2 separate regions of the Mus musculus genome follow, and region 1 is linked to region 2. A link is a contact called in public HiChIP or PLAC-seq data. All regions are on one chromosome and are shown on one strand. The core of a region is the stretch at or near the end of the contact, and the rest is flanking DNA. Distances in the headings are between cores, read along the strand shown. Region 1 holds the start of Glmp (glycosylated lysosomal membrane protein). Region 2 overlaps Iqgap3 (IQ motif containing GTPase activating protein 3).

Evidence for each region. HiChIP or PLAC-seq counts read pairs in DNA pulled down with a chosen protein or histone mark.
Region 1: an H3K27ac HiChIP or PLAC-seq map of trophoblast stem cells shows a contact between it and region 2, with 3 times the contacts expected there. The contact joins the promoter of Glmp here to the enhancer-like site in region 2. A contact is called at or near these places in 3 of 39 promoter capture datasets (HPC-7-derived erythroid cells, frontonasal cranial neural crest and maxillary cranial neural crest), 3 of 484 Hi-C or Micro-C datasets (embryonic ectoderm and embryonic stem cells), 2 of 115 datasets of contacts at active chromatin or transcription factors (embryonic stem cells and trophoblast stem cells) and 4 of 9 other capture datasets (adipose tissue, embryonic stem cells, liver and 1 more).

Annotation. Positions count from the first base shown.
Region 1 is chr3:88,323,741-88,326,926 of GRCm38.p6, reverse strand. It overlaps Glmp (glycosylated lysosomal membrane protein), which reads right to left and starts at 1,904. Exons shown (of 6, transcript NM_020003.1): 1 at 1,726-1,904; 2 at 996-1,250; 3 at 615-812; 4 at 298-516. The coding sequence starts at 1,845.
Region 2 is chr3:88,098,732-88,101,648 of GRCm38.p6, reverse strand. It overlaps Iqgap3 (IQ motif containing GTPase activating protein 3), which reads right to left. Exons shown (of 38, transcript NM_001033484.1): 15 at 2,629-2,792; 16 at 933-1,023; 17 at 54-221. Among named protein-coding and RNA genes, the nearest start is that of Iqgap3, 18 kb to the right of the region's middle. Within about 2 kb of position 1,413, at least 25 of the 459 cell types and tissues checked have an H3K27ac peak or open chromatin away from gene starts, as enhancers often do. A contact at or near this core is called in trophoblast stem cells, where this site is marked.

The sequences.
Region 1 (3,186 bases), core at 655-3,154, 220 kb before region 2:
AAAAAACAAGTCTTCTGGGGCTGGAGAGATGGCTTAGCAGTTAAGAGCACTGGCTGTACTTCCAGAGGACCTGGGTTCAATTCCCAGCACCCTCACGGTGGCTCACAACTGACTGTAGCTCTAGTTCCGGGGGATTTGGCACCTTCACAGACATACATGCACATAAAATGAAAAGAAATCCTTCAAAAACCCAAACACACAGTCTTTTTTAACAATAAGTGGTTGGTGGGTTTTCTGGGCTGCTAGCGGGATCCCACTTTACATTCCCACCCATCTATCTCGCACTGGTGACCTGACCTGGAAGACGGCAGGTGCATATTCATCATCGATGGAGTTCCGTTCGTTCACTGAGGGGCAGTCAGGGCCCTGTCCCAAGGTGGCTACCTCTAGACCAAATAGGGAATGGTTTCCACGAGGAGAAGCTCCAACCAGGGCCACTTCTAACTGGCAGACATCTGCTGTGTGCAGGAGGCGAGGGGGCTGAGCAGGTCGACCAGATCTAGAAAAGGCTTGGACCTTGGAAGGAGAAGGAAGCCATGTGGGGAGAATGGAGCTTGAGGGACAGATACTCCCACCCTCATCAGTCATTTCCAGTTCCTTCCCCATAGCCTCACCTTGAAGGTCAGGCTGCCATTGGCGAATGCTCCAGTAGGATCATCTACAGGGCGGCCTTGAAAATCGGCACTCAGGTTGGCAAGATCCAATGAGTTGGTGATATTGTTCCAGGAGAACTTGGCCAAGGAGTACGGAGGGTATGGCTTTCCTGGAGGCTGTGCCCCCTCGGACGCATTGGTGCTGTCAAACTCAAGCAGCTGGGGACAGGGTAGAGTGGAAGAGGCTTGCCTCCCTCTGGCTTTCTCTTGAATATCCCTCCCAGTCACCCCACCCAAAACTGCATTCACTTCACCCACCCTGGGCTAAACCCGTCCCTCGCCCTGGGGGTAGGATGGACTCTCTTCTTGTGATCTTCTCTCTGGGCTCCTTCAGACCCTCACCCTGGTGAAGACGAGAGCAGAAGAAAACTGTATGCTGCTCTTGGGGAGCACCATCAGGGCCCCAGCAGGATCGGGAGACAGCAGGAGACTCCAGTTGACACTCAGGACACTCTGAGTGGTGTTAGTGGCCACCAGCACCACAGCTGGAGGCCCCAGGCTGCTCCACACATAGTGCAGGGTGGAGTTGCTGCCCACTGCCCGAATATGAAGCAGGTTCTGTGGATTTGGCCAGCCGGAAATAACCTCCATAGATACCTGGAACACGGGGTAGTGGGGCGGAAGGAGCAAGATCAGGTATGCTCACAGGCAAAGCTGCAGCTTGTAGGTGGAGGACAGGACCTGGGCAATGCAAGGGCTCTTGAGGACCAGGCAAGAGGGAAATGTAGAAACTGAGGGGAACTTGGAATCAGGGGCAGATGTAGGGTTGAGAACATAGGGTGGATCCAGGATTACTCAGAGGGCTCAGAGCTAACAAGGCTTTTAAGTCCCCAAACTTGCCTGTTCCTGGGCTACAATGGCTGAGCCATGGCTCAGACATCGTCAGAAAGCAGGACGCAGTCATGCCTGACCCCTCCACAATTCTTCCAATCACTCGTGACTCCACACTGAGCTCTCTGGGTTGTTATCTCTCTTGCATCCACCTTCCACCCCTCTGTTGTCCCAGATTCCGGTCATCCTAGAAAGGTAGGATTTCCGGAAACATCTATAACTTCAGTTCCAGAGCCCTTACCTGGCGAGTCTCTTCTCCCTGCAGGCCAAATGGAGCTGAACACACAAGTAGACTCAAAAGGAGCCATGGGGTAGGGGCACAGGGGACCCAGCCCCAGTGAGGTCCCCAACAGCGAAACATACAGCCACAGCTAGTTAAACTCAGCGGAAGAGCCTCAGAGTCACATGACTCCTTTCCTGCTGATCCCTTTTGAGGGCGGGCCAACAAAGTTCTTAAAGGGGCCGCTTCTATTAACCCAGATCTGTTTAAGTTGGAATAGCCTCCCGAAAGCTCAAGGTGAACAGGTATTTTATCATCAACAGGTTGGCCTAGGCATCCTAGACTAGCTGTGCAAACATACTCCTACCTTACTGCAGACACCCTACCGGCCCCACCTACATCACCTCTGGTGAATAAACCCAGATTAAAATTTCCACACAATTTAACAGAGTAATTTGTATGTTACTGCTCTGTGCTAGAAAGATATAGAGAGGGCTGGAGAGATGGCTCAGTGGTTAAGAGCACTGACTGCTTTTCCGAAGGTCCTGAGTTCAAATCCCACCAACCACATGGTGGCTCACAACCATCCGTAATGAGACCTGACGTCCTCTTCTGGTGCAGCTAAAGACAGCTACAGTGTACTTAGATATAATAATAAAAAAAAATCTTCAAAACAAAAAAGGAAAGATATAGAGAGGAATTGGATATAAAAGAACCCTTGGGGGTCAGCAAGATGCCTCAGCATTTGCTCTAAACTGAACATGAGTTGGATATATATTCAGGACCAACGCGGTAGAAGGAGAAAAATAATTGCCAGAAGCTGTAACCTGATTTACACATGCATTCTGTGCATTGCTCACATAAAACAAGTGCAGTAAAATGTAAAAGAATGCCGGGCGGTGGTGGCGCACACCTTTGATCACAGCACTTGGGAGGCAGAGGCAGGCGGATTTCTGAGTTTGAGAAAAGTGAGTGCTAGGACACCAGGGTTACACAGAGAAACCCTGTCTTGAAAAAACAAAGACAAAAACACAAACAAAAAAAGTAAAAGAATAATAAAAGAATCCTTAGGTATGGTAGTCTCAGAAAACAGAACCAAACAGGAATGGAGGCTTGTTTCTACAAGGGGACCAAGACACCCTAATTCCAGCCAAGAGGTGAGAAGAGGAAGACCAGAAATTCAAGGTCTGGGGCATGAGATGTTCAGCAGGTAAATGCATTTCATTTATTAGATTACCAAGTAGGCAGGGACTGGCTGTCCAGGAACTCTTTATACATACCAGGCCGGCCTTGAACTATTAAAGATCCACCTGCCTGCCTCTACCTCCTCTGCTGGAATTAAAGGCATGAGCACCACAACCAGCCTGTTTTTCCTAAAATCTTAACATGTAAAGTATTTTGCCTGTATGTCTGTCTGTGTCTGGTGTCCTCAGAGACCAGAAGAGGATGTCAGATCCTCTGAGGCTGGAGTTACAGATGGCT
Region 2 (2,917 bases), core at 164-2,663:
GCTCAGAGGAGGCCAGAGGCAGCACAGAGGAAGGTGGAGGCCAGAGCTATTACCAGGGCATTGCTTCTTTGCCGCTGCGCCTTCCAGGGCCTGCTGGTAGCTTTTAGCGCAGTCAGGAACTATCCCTCGGAGGGCCACATTGGGGTTCCTCAACACACGCTCTGTCTGGGCTGCCTTGCCCTCCTTGATGGCCTGGTTGATAGCAGCCACACCAAGGGCTACTGATGGGCGTCAGGAAAGAGAAGTCAGTCCTTCTGGGGTCCTTCCCCTGAGCCCCGTCCTGTCCAGGGGGGCTGGACTCAGGAGACACACAAAACCACCATGGCTGATGGGGGAGATGGGGAGTGTGCGGGGTAACACAGCTGTCCACGGAGGCAGCAGCCAGGCAAGGGCTCCTGTGGAAGGCAGTTCTAAACTTGGGTATTCCCTGCCCAGCTGTGTGTTGGGAAGTCTATCTTATGGTCAAAGCACCCTCCTGCTCCAGTTCTGACCTGTCCCTGTGCTTGTTGGTCTCTACCAACTTGACACAAATCCAGATATATCTGGGAAGATATATCTTAAGACAATGTTCCCACCGGGTAGCCTATCGGCAAGCCTGCGGGGCATTTCTTGATTAACAATTGATGTGGAAACCCACTGATGATGGTGTTACCTGTGAGAAGGTGGTCCTGGGGTGTATAAAAACAAACAAACTGAGCAAGCCACGAGGAGCAAGCCAGTGAGCAGCATCCCTCCACGGACTCGGCCTCCAGGTTCCTGTCTTGAGTTCTTGCCCTGACTTCCTTCAGTGATGGACTGTGATGTGATGCTGAATAAAACCCTGTCCTCCCCATGTTGCCTTTAGCCATGGTGTTTATCCAGCAGTAGGAAGCTAAGATGCTAAGGTAAGATGGCGTGGGGGGCCCCTCCCTGCAGGGTGCCCCGCTGCTTACTTCTCTGAGCCGTGCTTGTGTCCTCGTTGGCTCTGGCCACTCCTTGGCGGATCTCCTCCAGCCACAGCACAGCTCCAGGGTCTCCTGTCACCTGGCAAAATTGCAGGAGAGGGAAAAAAAAAAAGACAAGACCCCAAACTGGTATCTCTGAGCCACCACAAGCCCAGTGGCAGAACCAAAGTACAAGCAGACTCTGGGGCAGTGGGGAAGGCTTTCTCTGCTCCCTACTTCCTGTGGTCTCCTTGGATGGCTGCCAGACACCGAAGGCTCTTTTCTTCCTCTGCTTTCAGAGTCCTCAGCATCGACTCAGCTTGGCCTCAGGGCTCTCTATGGCTTTCATACTCTCAGTATCCAGTACCTCCTAACCGCTTGCTCTCTTGCTAGCCTTTGTGCCTTAGCCATGGCTGGAACACCTACCCTACAGCCCTCCCCAAAGCCCTCTATATCATTTACAGCCCTCAGCCAGATCCTGGCCCTGACTGTACTTCGCCTTCTGGCTACACATTCCTTATCACCAAAAAGTAGTAGGAAGATTGTGTGTACACAGGTCCAGTAAGCCTGTGTGCCTCCTACGGTCAGTCTGAAACCCAACCCAGCTCCACACTTTCCTCACCAGAAACAGACAGAAAAATGTTGTAAAATTAACATTTTATAACATTTTATTGAGCACCAATTATGTGTCAGGTGACTGCTTGTCTTATCTTTTTCTTTCCTTTTTATTATTATTATTATTTATTTTATGTATATAAGTATACTATAGCTGTCTTCAGACACACCAGAAGAGGGCTTCAGATCTCATTACAGATGGTTGTGAGCCACCATCTGGGTGCTGGGATTTGAACTCAGGACCTCTGAAAGAGCAGTAAATGCTCTTAACCGCTGAGCCATCTCTCCAGCCCTGTCTTATCTTTCTAATAGTCAGTAGCCCAAGCCAACCTCAGCCTCTCTGCTGGTGTGAGCTATGGGGTACTATTCCTAAGACTTTTCTTATGAACTAAAAAGGAAAAAAAAAAAAAAAAGAAAAAAGACTTTATTTTTAATTAGGTATCTATGGATGATGTATCAGTGTGGAGGTAAGTACATGTGCGTTTTAGTGCCCTGAAGAGCATATGAGATCCCTGTATCTAGAATTATAGGTGGTTGTAAGCTGCCTGATGCGGCTCAAGTTCAAGCAGTCCTAACCACTGAGTCACCTCCCTAGCCTCACGCATGAATCAATACTTGAGGTGCATCAAGCAATACTTGGCATGGAATGAAAACTCAGTAAGTGCAGGGTGAGCCTGCAGGCTGCAGCTCAATCACAGGGCTTGGCCTCATTCTGCGGCCACACAGCTCAGGGGTGTGTCAGTTCAAATCCCTGTCCCATCCTCAGCTCACCGGATATGCACAAGGTGCAAGGGCAGAGCATGTAGTGTTTTCCATACCCCAGGGGTACTGAGGGGCTACTACTAGGTGATCACTGGGGACCAGAACAGTGAATCCAGTTACCTGCTTCTCAGGCCTGCTCTTTCCCCACAACTGTCCTGGAATGAAGTCCACTTTCCCATAACAGGCCAAATCCTGCTTGTGCCTCACCCAGGGAAGGGTCTGCACCCACTGGCCTGGAACAGTTTCAGAGTTCATGCCAGGCACAGCTCTGCTCAAGGCTGGTCCTCCTGCTTTAGTGTCTAACCCAGCCATCTCTCCCTAACCTTACCCGTGCTTTCTGCCTCTTAGCAGCCACAAGGAGGAGATGGTACCGAGGTGCAACATGAAGGCTGACATCTTCCAGGCCAGCTGCAGGAAGCAGCAGGGCAGACAGAGTCTTTTCAGGACAGCCCTGGTCCAGAGCCTCATTGATGAGGCTGATGGCGAGGACCTCTGAGGAAGAGATCCAGATGAACAGCAGCTCCAAACACAAAACTAGGGGAAGAACTGGGCTGTCTGAGGGGGGCTGTCTGAAGGGAGATGTCTGAGTTGGGGCGGTCTGAGGAGGGGCTGTCTGG